2 separate regions of the Mus musculus genome follow, and region 2 is linked to region 1. A link is a contact called in public Hi-C data. All regions are on one chromosome and are shown on one strand. Each heading gives the region's core, a stretch centred on a gene start, on an enhancer-like site or on the middle of the called end of the contact. The rest is flanking DNA. Distances are from core to core; before and after follow the strand shown. Region 1 holds the start of D6Wsu163e (DNA segment, Chr 6, Wayne State University 163, expressed). Region 2 has its middle 69 kb from the start of Gm38404.

Region 1 (5,865 bases), core at 1,116-3,615:
TGGTTTGGCTTTACTGTAACACAAGTAATGAGCTAGTGAGATGCAGTGGCCAAAGTCACCCGCTGTGCAACCCTGACAACCTCCTGTGACTCCTAGGATCCATGAAAGGTGGAAAGAAGAGAAAGGACCCCACAGTTATCTGCTGAATCAAGACAATGTATGTCTACCACCATTCTCACCCCTTTTATTCACACAATAATTTACAAAACAACCCCCCCCCACCACACAAAATAACAACAAAAACCAGACCACAGTCATGATCTCATGGGGCTTCTGAGGATTCAGGGGACTGTGGATAACACTGTGACTACTACTATCCCAAATAACAGCAGTATGTCTTCAATATCTGCATGCCTGTCCCCTTCCAATTTCACCATGGAAGCAAGAGAAATCTAGTCCTGTCTTCTAAACCTCATTATCTCAAAGGGGCCCATCTCAGTCAATACAGAGACGTAGCTCAGTCCATAGAGACAGTCAACCTTGATTCTTTGTTTTCTCTCCTCTATAACCACTTGTCAGAAGTACCTAAACTTGAGCTGGAGAGATGGCTCAGTGGTTAAGAGCACTGACCACTCTTCTAAAGGTCCTGAGTTCAATTCCCAGCAACCACATGGTGGCTCACAACCATCTGATGCCCCCTTCTGGTGTATCTGGGAACAGCTACAGTGTACTCATATAAATAAATCTTAAAACAAAACAAAAAAAACCCTAAACTTACTTGCTCCATCTCCACACCACACACACACACACACACACAGTGCCAAAGTCACACACAACTGATAGCATCTCAATTCCCCCCTCCCCCCTGCTTTCGCTCTGGCCACTCCAGTCCCCCTCAGAGCCAACCAACAGCCGGTGGCCTTTATAAAAGTGAAATGAGAATATCTCAGGCCCTCCACCACTGAAACTACAGATTTCCCATTTGTCTCAAATAAAATTCAAACTCCTAAGACCTACAAGCTGCTTTAGATAGATTTAGATAGATTACAACTGCTTTGTAATCTATCTGACTCAGTCCTCAATCCATCCACATGCTTGTTCATCCCACACCTTCAATCTGCTTCTCAAACATGGTGAACCTTGGGCTTTGGCTCCTATTTCATGTGAATGCCCCTTACATTTTACCTAGGTAACGCGTTCATATGATTTAAAGTAAGGCTTTTCTCCTTCCTCCTATGTTACATTGTGGTGTTTATTTTGTTACTCCCCCTTATCTCTCCCCACCCCTCTTCCAATAGAGTGTAGCCTCCAGCTCTTAGTACAATACAGGCCTAGGAGAATTCACTAAGTTTATTGTTGTTTGGTTTTGCAGGACTGGGGTTTGAAGCTGGGGGCCTCTCATCTGCTAGGCAATCACTGGACCACTGGGCCATAGTCTCAGCTATATTCAGTCATTCTACTAAATGGATGGCCAGCCTGGCATCCCGGTTGTGATCACAGAGAGATTCCAACAGTCTAAAGGAAAGCAGATAGGAACTGGGGGTCATGTGACAGGGCACCACGGCTTGAGCTGGAAGTTAAATGGGCCTCTCTGCCTAGGGATTTGAGGGAATAGGCACACCTGCTTTTTCTGTATCGCTCAACGTATGACAGCCACTTAACGCGGTCGCTCGCTGTCGCGTTAAGCGCGACTCAAATGCTAGCCTACCAGGTCCCTCTGGAGTGGGGTGACTCAGGGGCGACAGCTGCAGAAGGAGGCCGAGGGGCGGCAAGCGAGATGCCAGGCGGGCTCCTCTGAGCAGCGGGTGGCTCTCACCGGAGACTGGCGACGAGCACCCACCCAATCGCGCTGCCCTCTGTCGGATCTCGTCCTCTCCCGCAACCATGCATGACAGTGGCCCCCATCGTCCCCGTCCTTCCTCTCTGCCCCGCGGGACGTCACCAACCACTCACCTGATAGGACGCACCATGGTGCCCTGCCTAGAGCAGCAGTGCTCTGGAGCTGGGGAGCAGCTGTGGCGGTTTCAATTCCCGCCGAAAACCAGACGTCGCGCTCCACGCCCCGCTGCGCCAGCCCGCCAATCACCGCTCGCCTGCCTGAGGCGGCGCCTGCGTGCTGAAGAGAGGGCGCCTGCGCACACACACCGTGGCCCGGGCACGCCATCCTGGATCCTGTCTGCTCAGACTTAGCTTTTGTTTTGATACTGCACTTTCGTCACAATTGCGATTTGGTACCGAGTCTAAAATACAATATAAAAATAGCGACACGCCTCCAATATTTAGAATGACTAACTTAAAAATAACTGGAACAAAGGGGGTCTTGGATAGGCGTTTTCCTTGGCGCTTGAGGAAAGAGAAACATGAGTTCCGAATCTGCCAAAGTGGATCTATTGGAGGTTAAAAAAAAAAAAGCAAGAAGTCAGCTGACTTATTTGGGCAGTTCTGCGTTGACAGCTCCAAGTGTGCTTTGGTGTCTGATGAGAGAGGTGAGTTCGAGCCCACAGCGAAGAAGCCCCTTCAGTGTGGAGGACCCAATGACGGTATCTGGTACAGACTTAAAGAACAGAAGGAGTCTTCTAAGGGCCATCTAAAGTGCTGGAGTGCAGCTTGCCATTGCCAGTTCAGTGTTTGTGGTCAACTAGGCTTGTCGTTTTGCATGTTGCTCTGACAGGGTGTAGGCACACCCAGAGAATTCGGAGACGTAAACTGGATTACGATGAATTGTATCCTGAGAGCAACAGACCACAGGAACAAAGAGTAACATGAAAACGTGTGTTTTTATTGGTTTTGTTCTGTTTCATGTTACAATGTATTCTAATTACTGTCTCACCTTATGTCGCACCTGTCCCTACTAACTTGCCCATCCCTCTAATCTCTGCATTTCCACCAGTCCCCTTTCTAGATTCATGTCGTTGGGTTTTTTTTGTTTTGGTTTGGTTTTGTTTGTTTTTGTGACCCTATATCTTAATTAGACCAGACTATTGAATTGCGACTACTCATTGGAGCCTGGTGGGGGCACCCGTGGGCACACAACTGAAAAATAACTTCCCTTTTCCTGAATCTGCCCATAGAAAACAGTTCCTTAATGACACATGGGTCATTCTGAGTCGTCTTCTCTCTTCCCTCTGCTGCTGCTGAGGCTAATCTTATGCAGACCTCTGACACTGCAGTGAGTTTACTGCTGTAATGGCAGCGTCTTGTCAGAAGGTGGCATTTTGTCTTCCTCTCTATGATCTGGTTCCTCTATTTTTCCACTTCCTATTCTGCAGTGTTCCTTGAACCTTCACAGAGGTGGTATAAATGCCTTGTTTAGGGCCGAGTCCCCATCCATCACATGTTCTCACCTTGTGGCACCTGGAGTCTGTACATTCATTATAGTTCACTGGAAAGAGACAATTCTCTGATTAAGTCTGGGAGTAGCACTTGTCGTGGGTATAGACATGGTGGTTTGACAGTGTCCATTTAACTGAACAACAGTATTTATGTTCCCCCCCAGGGCCCATCATCTTCCCTGCTATGGGTTTCCAACAGGAATCATAGTGCCAGGCAGGGGTATGCTCCTATAGAGCTGACCTCAAATCCAGTCAGAGCAAATTGGATACCCTCATAATGGTACCCTAGTGCCCAGATGAGCATGTCTTGCCTGGCAGGTTAGTAGAGTTCATAGAGTCCACAGCTGGGTTGGACCAGTAATGAAATTTCTCTTATAGCAGCCTCCTTAGTATCTTCAAGGACCATAAAAGATAGCCAGCAAAGAGGAAGCTTCCAGCAGAGTTCCAGCTTGGCTTTTTTATATCATCAATTGAGCTGTGCAGTGTCTTTAACAACAGAGTTTATCATCTAGTTTTTATGGACGACCAAGAACAATGACAACAATCTCTACTGTCCTGGGAGTTCATATATATATATATATATATATATATATATATATATATATATATAAATGCATACATATATATGTACATATATGTGTGTATACATAGACTGATGGCTAGCTCTTTAAGGGACCTCGACTCCTACTGTCTTTACTGCATTTTCTTTTCTCTGAGTAGTGTTCAGTGTGCCTTGGGCAGCATCCTGTGTGGTCTGTTCTGTGCCCGTGCTTCCTACTTGGAGATCTTTCTTGTGTTCCCATATCCTTTTTCTGATACATCTCCTGACCTTCAACATCAAACATCTTCAAGCTACCACTGGGTCTCCGTTGTGTTTGGCCACTTGTATGAGTTCCGTAAGCTAGCTGTACACTTACAGACCCCCAACCCGTCCCTCCTCCAGCATTTCCTCTTGCCCCCCCCCCACTCTGTACCTTCCCTTGTATTAACTACTTGTTATTCTTCCCTAGGAGTAAAAGTACTTCTTGAGCATATTGTTTGCTCTGAAATTAACTTTAAAATAACTTTTCATTTTAAAAAAAAAGGAAGAAGCAGCATTTGGTTTTTGTCACGAAGATGAATGTGCAGGAATAAGCAGGAAACACTATAATAGACTGGTTGTGGTGGTGCACACCTTTAATATCAGCACTTAGGGTGGGGTGTGCTGAGACAGGAGAATCAAATGTCTGACATCATCCTAGGATACGTAGTCCTAAGTCACCCCAAGATGCACAGTGAGACATCCTCTCTAATAAAATGGAAGGAAAATGAAGACTGGAGTCGTTGGTTCAGCATCGCATGGGGGCGGGGTGGGGTGGGGTACAGTCTCTGAGGGATGGGCTGTGTTTTAGAGGTGTCCTGTGGCCGTTTGACTCATGGTTCTTTGGCTCATCCTACAGAAACCCTGCTGAAGAATATGAAGAAAAACCGAGAAAGGTTCTGCAACAAGGAAAGGGAATTTGTGTACAAGTTCCAGGTAGGACGTGAGCGCTTAGAGCTGAGAGTGCCCCTCAGGTTTCCTGTGGAGGAGAATGCCAGTCATCTGCATGGACGTCTGATGCTGCTGCACAGCTTGCCTTGCTTCATAGAGAGTGGTGAGGACGGACCTCCTTTTGTTTCTCCATAGTCTCTATTGTTAGATGTTTCTTGGTAGAGCACAGATTTTTGAACTTGGGATGTGACCCATGAGTCTGCACAACTGAGTGAGTGTCGGGCTCATGATGAACATGTCAACCTGAAGAGGTTTTCAGCACAAGTGACCAAATGTTAATTCAAAGCCAGCAGTATGGTGGATTGAAGGAGCTCAAAGCTTGCTTTGCACCGCCCATGCCACTGAGCTGCCCACTGCCAGTGAGTGCTGCCCACTGCCAGTGAGTGCTGCCCACTGCCAGTGAGTGCTGCCCACTGCCACGGAGCTGCCTACTGCCAGTGAGTGCTGCCCACTGCCAGTGAGTGCTGCTGAAGCCTCCTGGAGCAGACTCAGACTGCTGTTTGCACTGCGTTTACTGTCTGGCATGGCTTTCTGTTCTTGTAGAAATGATGGTTTCCACTCCTCCTTCCTCAACACTGAAGCTTCAAATTCCTGTATCTTCAGATTGTATTGTGTTGGAATGTTTTTGAGTTTAAACATTTTTTTATTGCATTTATTTATTGTGGAGGCAGAGCCTATGTGTGTATATAAAAATTTGCTTAACAAATTTTGACATGAAATTAAGACAGAATTGCTAGCAATTTCTAAAAAGGCCTTAAATACGTGTTTTGGCATCTTATACTATGTATTTATGGAAAATAGTATTCTTGACATTGGCAATTATAAAATCAAAATGAAAAAGTTAAGTGTACTTTCAGTATTAAGTATTCAGCCAAGATTTAATTACTTGTATTAAAATGATCAAGCATATTCATTTCATTAGTACTCATCTTTTATTTTGTGTGCCTGGGTTGAGGGGGTATGTGCATGTGTGACTCTATGAGGTGTATCTATCTTTGGGGAGTGTATGTCTGTGGGGTGTGTGAATGTGTGTGTGTGTGTGTGTGTCAGGGGAGGTTATAT
Region 2 (6,534 bases), core at 3,483-5,982, 300 kb after region 1:
GTCAGTTTCTTTCTTTTTCTTTTTTTCCTTTTTGTTTTGTTTTTACACTTTATTTATTGAGTGTAGTAATCAGAGGACAATCCATGGGAACCAATTCTCTCCTACCAGGTTGAGTTCTGGAATTCTACTCATCAAGCTTGTGAGTCGTTACTTGCTGAGCCATCTTTCCAGCCCTAGATTTTGATAATTAACCCTAGCCATCACAGGAATCGACCCACATTAATCTTTTTCCCTCTCTTCAGCCTTCCATCCAGTCATGGACCATTCTAGAGCCTGCCTCCTTACTGTCTCTAAGTTCTGCTTTGTCTGTACCTTCCATGGCTGTGGGCAGGTGTTCATCTCCTACCTAGACAGTTAAACTCACTTCCCAGCTCCCTGGTCTCTCAGAGCTTCCTGGTCTTGGAATCAACATTTGATTTTTTTAAATCACCAGACTAGTTAGTCTGCTGAAAACCCACCAGGAGCTTCTCCTCATGTGCTTGATAGATGACAGCACTGAGCCAGACAGGAGCCCATGAGGGCGTGACTCTTTTCTCTCTCTTCATTTCTGATTTTCCTGATTCACATGCATATCTGGGGGAGGGGAGAGAGTGGGGGTGGGTGGGGAGATAGAATGTGAGTGTATTAATGCAGTGCACCCGTGCCTCAGTTCATGTGTGGAGGTCAGAAGACAACTTCTAGGGCTGATCTTATCCTTTCACGTTGTTTGAGGCAAAGTCCCTTCGTTAACTATTGTGTAAGGCAGGCAAGCTTTCTGGAATTCTTTTGTCTCTCTTTCTCTTTAGGTGTGATGAGATTACAGATGTATACTGACAAATCTGGTTTTACATGGGTCATGGGGATCCAAACTCTGGTCCTCACATTTGCATAGTAAGCACTTCATCTACTGAGCCAGCTCTCTAACACTTGCTTGGGCTTTTGATCCTCCTGTCTCAATTTTCCAAGTAGCTGGGATTACCCACTTGGGTTTGACACAAAACTGTTGCTACAACCACCCCAAATAGCATATCATTCTGCAATACCCAGACTTCTTACACATCAGTACCGTTGCTATAGCAACTCTGTGACCTGGAAAGCCCATCCCACTCTGTTCAGGAAGCACGGCTCAGCTGCAAGAATCACTTCTCTTAAATGAGCAAGACAATGACATAACCAAGAACTTAAAATTGGTTTCCTTACTTGCTTCATTGATGACAGTTCATGCTTTGGTGAACTTTGTTTAGCCTTTTTTTTTTTTTCCCTTCGCTACAGGGTTGCCCAGGCTGTCCTCCAGCTCCTGAGCCGAAGTAATCCTCTGGTACCACAGGGCTGTGCTACTACACTAGATTCAATTTAACTATTCTTATATTCACATTTATTGTGATTTTTAAAGTGAAAATTAAAGAATAGACCCTATCCCAGTACCCAAAGCTGAAAAAAAATAGTCTTTGAATTATCTCATGAGATATTTATTGATTTGAATGAGAAGGGCAGCAACTTGGAAGACCCCATTTAAGCCATGAGAAATCACCTGGCCTACTGACATCGTATAATCCCTGGGGGTGCATGGCACTTCGGCTTCAGAGCTCTGGGCTAAGGTGTAAGGCCCTAGTGTAATCAATCTCAAGGAAGCCTCAGATGAGTGCGGAGGGAGAGCCTTCTGCAGAGGAACTAGCAAAGACGCGTTGAAAGTGTAAAGATTCAGAAGCTAAAGATTTCATCGTGTGGACTTTCCACATGATGAAAGGGGGTGCAGGGCACAGGGCAGGCGCATGCTGGCCCGTGGAATGTGGATGTCAGGATGTCATCATCCACCATTAATAGTCTGAACGACGGCAGGTCTGACTGTAATATTGTGTTGACTGCACAACAATATAAAATTTCTGGTTTTGACCGTTGTCCTGGGGCTGTTAATATTTGAGAATGTTGGGCGAAGGGGGTGGGGAACGCTGCTCTATTTTTGAAACTTCTCTGAGTTTGGAGTTAATTCAAAGTTAAGTTAAGGAATGGAGTCTGCTTTGAAATATCACTTGAGAGACTGATGAATTCAAGTGTCATTTGAGATAAAAGAGTGGCCCACCTTCCCCAGTAATTTTTCTTTCTTTCTTTTTATTAGATATTTTCTTTATTTACATTTCAAATGCTATCCCGAAAGTTCCCTATACCCTCCCCCCACCCTGCTCCCCTACCCACCCACTCCCACTTCTTGGCCCTGGCATTCCCCTGTACTGGGGCATATAAAGTTTGCAAGACCTAGGGACCTCTCTTCCCAATGATGGCTGACTAGGCCATCTTCTGATACATATGCAGCTAGAGACATGAGCTCTGGGGGTACTGGTTAGTTCATATTGATGTTCCGCCTATAGGGTTGCAGACCTCTTCAGCTCCTTGAGTACTTTCTCTAGCTCCTCCATTGGGGGCCCTGTGTTCCATCCAATAGATGACTGTGAGCATCCACTTCTGTATTTGCCATGCACTGGTATAGCCTCACATGAGACAGTTATATCAGGGTCCTTTTGGCAAAATCTTGCTGGCATATTCAATAGTGTCTGGATTTGGGGGCTGACTATGAGATGGATCCCCTGGTGGGGCAGTCTCTGGATGGTCCACCTTTTCGACTTAGCTCCAAACTTTGTCTCTGTAACTCCTTCCATGGGTATTTTGTTCCCTATTCTAAGGAGGAATGAAATATCCACATGCTGGTCTTCCTTCTTGATTTTCTTTTCTTTTTTCTTTTTCTTTCTCTTTTTCTTTTCTCTTCTTTTCTTTTTCCCTTTCTTTCTTTCTTTCTTTCTTTCTTTCTTTCTTTCTTTCTTTCTTTCTTTCTTTCTTCCTTCCTTCCTTCCTTCCTTCCTTCCTTCCTTTCTTTCTTCCTTCCTTCCTTCCTTCCTTCCTTTCTTTTTCTTTCTTTCTTTTTTTCTTTTTTTCTTTTTCTTTTTTGAGACAGGGTTTCTCTGTGTAGCCCTGGCTGTCCTGGAACTCACTCTGTAGAACAGGCTGGCCTCGAACTTAGAAATCCACCTGCCTCTGCCTCCCAAGTGCTGGGATTAAAGGTGTGCGCCACCACGCCCCGCTATTTTCTTCTGTTTTGCAAATTGTATTTTGGGTATTCTAAGTTTCTGGGCTAATATCAAGTGACTTCTTTTGTGATTGGGTTACCTCACTAACCAGCAATTTTTCTATACCATTATAGTATTTTATCATGCTTACTGGTATACTGGTTGGTCTGCCCCAGAGGTCAGAGGTCCTGAATGCAAGTGAGGTGTGTGTTTGTGTGTGTGTGTGATGTGTATGGAAGCCTGAGGTAAGCTCTGGTGTTACTCTTGATGACATCTACCTGGGACCTGGGACTTGCAGCTTGGCTTGGCTGGCTCACCTGTGGAGCCCCAGGGACCTGCCTGTCTCTGCTGCTACAAGCACTGGGATTACAAGAGCGTATCACCTTGTCTGGCTTCTTACATGGATGCTGGGGTTTCAAGCTCAGGTCTTCACACATCACCAATTGATTTGTCTCCGCATGCCCCAGCTTTGTGCAAGTTTTTATGTGAACAGAAGTTTTCAAGACCTTTGAGTAATACCAAACCATCAACAAGATCACCATCATCGTCATTATCGTCATCATCACTGCTATTAATTGATTGAGACAGGGTCTCTCTATGTTGTGCTGGCTGACCTGGGACCTTGTGTAGACCAGGCAGGCCTCAAATCCACAGATATCTGCCTGCTTCTGTCTCCCTAGTGCTGGGATTAAAGGTGTGGACCACCTCTGCCCAGCTAGCTTGGCTGTGCATGGGTGTGTGCTAGTATCTCACCGATATTTGAATTTGCATTTTCCCCAGAGCCTTGCTGTAGAGTATCTTTATTTGTCATGAGTAGATCATTGGTGGAGTGAATGCCAAGGTCTTTGATCCTTGAAATTGAGTTGGTTTACTTTATTTAGATAAAATATTATTTTTGGACATTTTCATACATATATAGATTTTTATTTTTACAATAGCCTTTTGAAGTTGCTCTGAGGTAAAAATATCATCCTAATTTTATTCCTAGGTTGGAGTGGTTAGCAGTGCCTAGGGATAGCTTGCCTTAGGTATACCCAGGTGGCCAATCTCTCTTGCTTCCTCTTTCCTGCATCTGGGCCCTTTCAGTGGATCACCAGGTGGCCTGTCCCCCCACCCTTCCACTCTAGTTTTTCTGAACACAGCTGAGGACATGATACCAGTTTTCTGCTAATCCCAGACAGGGTTCCTGGAATCAAGGTGGGGAACCGAGGACACCTCAGAATAACCCAGGGCCCTGGCTCAGGACTCCACCCACAGGAAATCCCCTGCTCTGTGGCCCCCGAGTGTCAGTTTTGAAGGCTGCTCAGCCAGCCAGCCATGTATTAGGACCTGCTCAGGACTTTTCTGGACCTTTCTCTGAGGCTGACAGTGAGTGGCCATCCGTGAGTGGAAGTGGGCTGTAAATTCTTTTGACGGCCACGGCTTTTGCTTCCGGGGAATTCCATTCTCAGTCTATAAAGCCCCCACAGACATCAAAACGTGCTTTCTTTCTTTCTTTAAAATTGGGAAGTTCCTTACAGCTGTCAGAGTAATGAGTGTCCTGTTTCCCTTATGACTCCTTTTTACCCCCTGGGCTGTCCCGTTCAGCCCACTCCCCACAAGCCATAACAAGAGTCACCATTAAAGAGTTGTTAGTTTCAGTTTCTGGAGGGCAAACTCTGACTTCCTTTTACATTGTTTTAGTTCATTGCTACACATGCGAACAATGCAAAAGCAGGCCTTCCTCTAAATCTGGATGAAGTAGGCAAAGCCTTGCGGCACTCACAGAACTGCCCACCTGGGTGCGTGCGGCACAGGGCCGATCGATCTTGCCTCATGGTCCGTGGACCACCGAGCATCACCCTCTCTGCCTTGACTCCCAGGCCTGCTCCCCTAACCTGTAAGTGTGCAAACTGGCTCACCTGTTGGAAGAATGGAGTCTGAAGATCCCACCCCTGCCCCTACCGGCAGAAAAGTGTGCTCTGGGGTCCCAGTTTGCAGAGCGTAGCCTAGGGTTGAGAAGTATCTCTAAGGGCAGAGCTCTAGCATAGCAAAGGAGCCAGAGGGACCAGAGCAGGTACCATCTACTGAGAGGTAAGGGGTAGAGTGCTGGGGTTACCTTTCCTCGCCCACCCAGAGAGAACCAGTTACCATGTCCCCTTTCCCTTGCAGACATGCAGACTACATGAGTCGCAAAGAACAAAGGTACTGTTCGGAAGGTCATTTCCCCTCCCCACGCAGTGAATAATACCATACTGTATGCATAGTTCTGCAACTGCCTTGTGCTCGCTTAGACTGAACTGAGGCCTTTTTTCCACATGATTCTGTGTTTTTAACTGCCACCTGGTACCCCGTGGGTATGACTATACTGCCGTTTCTATAAAGACAGGAGTCATTGCTTCAGACCGGGGGGTTTACACTACTATATCTACTATTACACGTGCATTCCTTAAAAATGCCGCGTGCCATAAAATTGCTCACTGAAGGTAACAGCATAAAGCCTCGGAATTGGTCAGTACTGTAAAGCCCACATGGCTTGGCTATAGAGCATTAACAAGACTAGTAATCGACACTTCAGGAAAGCAAGCAGCACTATGTGAGGAGACTGCCTCTGGGGACATTAAAACCCATACAGACCACTCATGTAGGAGCTGCTCTGCAGGTGTCAGGACCATGAGCCAGGTGGGCACAGGAGGAAGTGCAGGCTACCTTCAAGGATGCTCTCTTTGGGGAGTGAAGCCCGGTTGCAAGGCTGCCTTTGCTATTGTCTTAAAATGGAGCAGAAGGAATTCTTCCTGCACAGGAGTCAAGCTGATGGCTTTTCCCTATCTGCTGCTCAAGTATCAGGGTGTCTCCCCCCCACCTCTGTGCCCACCCTTCCACCCCCTCCCATCCTTCCCAGTTTCCGTGCCTGCCTGCCTCAGTTTGTAAAATGACCATCTTCTTCACTGCCAAGGTGGCCGAGCTCTTTTTCCACAAATCTATTACATCAAGGTGACAGGCATGTGGTACACACCTGGGAAGTGTTTGAGGCAAGGGAAGAAGGGGCGGGGAAGGAAACGGAGAGAAACAAAAATAAGCAAATACAATAGTTTTGGTGGTGGGGTTTGCTGATCTGCCATTTGCCAATGTGGAAACTGCTGAGCTGCAGGCTATCTCAGATCTGCAAGTAAAAGGTGCTCCAAGCCGCATGGGAGAGCTGTGCCTCAGCTGCCCTCAGGCCCTGGGCTGTGTGGGCTCCCGAGGTAAAGCCTACCTAGTTGGAGAAATTAATATCAGGTGCTTCCCCCACAGTGGATTTCCCTACCTTTAAGGAGGAAAGATTATTTAAAATCTTGTTTGAATTTTGTGAAGTGGAAATTCCCCTCCGTGTAACTTCTCACTTGCCTCAGTCTGAGGGGATGCATTGTGTTAGGAGGGTCTCTGAGGGGGTGCGTTAGGAGGGTCTCTGAGGGGGTGCGTTAAGAGGACTGAGACCCCGAGCATAGAGTGGCCGTAGGATCCTCGAGCGATCATC

What was found. A called contact is a pair of places that touch in the nucleus more often than the background predicts.
Region 2: a contact with region 1 is called in a Hi-C map of CD4 T cells, with 2.0 times the contacts expected there. The contact joins the enhancer-like site here to the promoter of D6Wsu163e in region 1. A contact is called at or near these places in 2 of 39 promoter capture datasets (both in the C10 cell line), 2 of 484 Hi-C or Micro-C datasets (CD4 T cells and erythroblasts) and 2 of 9 other capture datasets (adipose tissue and liver).

The regions. Positions count from the first base shown.
Region 1 is chr6:126,937,601-126,943,465 of GRCm38.p6, forward strand. D6Wsu163e (DNA segment, Chr 6, Wayne State University 163, expressed) reads left to right here and starts at 2,366. Exons shown (of 14, transcript NM_138594.3): 1 at 2,366-2,426; 2 at 4,712-4,906. The coding sequence starts at 4,729. It overlaps Rad51ap1 (RAD51 associated protein 1), which reads right to left and starts at 1,987. Exons shown (of 9, transcript NM_009013.4): 1 at 1,894-1,987. The coding sequence starts at 1,910.
Region 2 is chr6:127,235,644-127,242,177 of GRCm38.p6, forward strand. No RefSeq gene overlaps it. Among named protein-coding and RNA genes, the nearest start is that of Gm38404, 69 kb to the right of the region's middle. Within about 2 kb of position 4,733, at least 87 of the 459 cell types and tissues checked have an H3K27ac peak or open chromatin away from gene starts, as enhancers often do.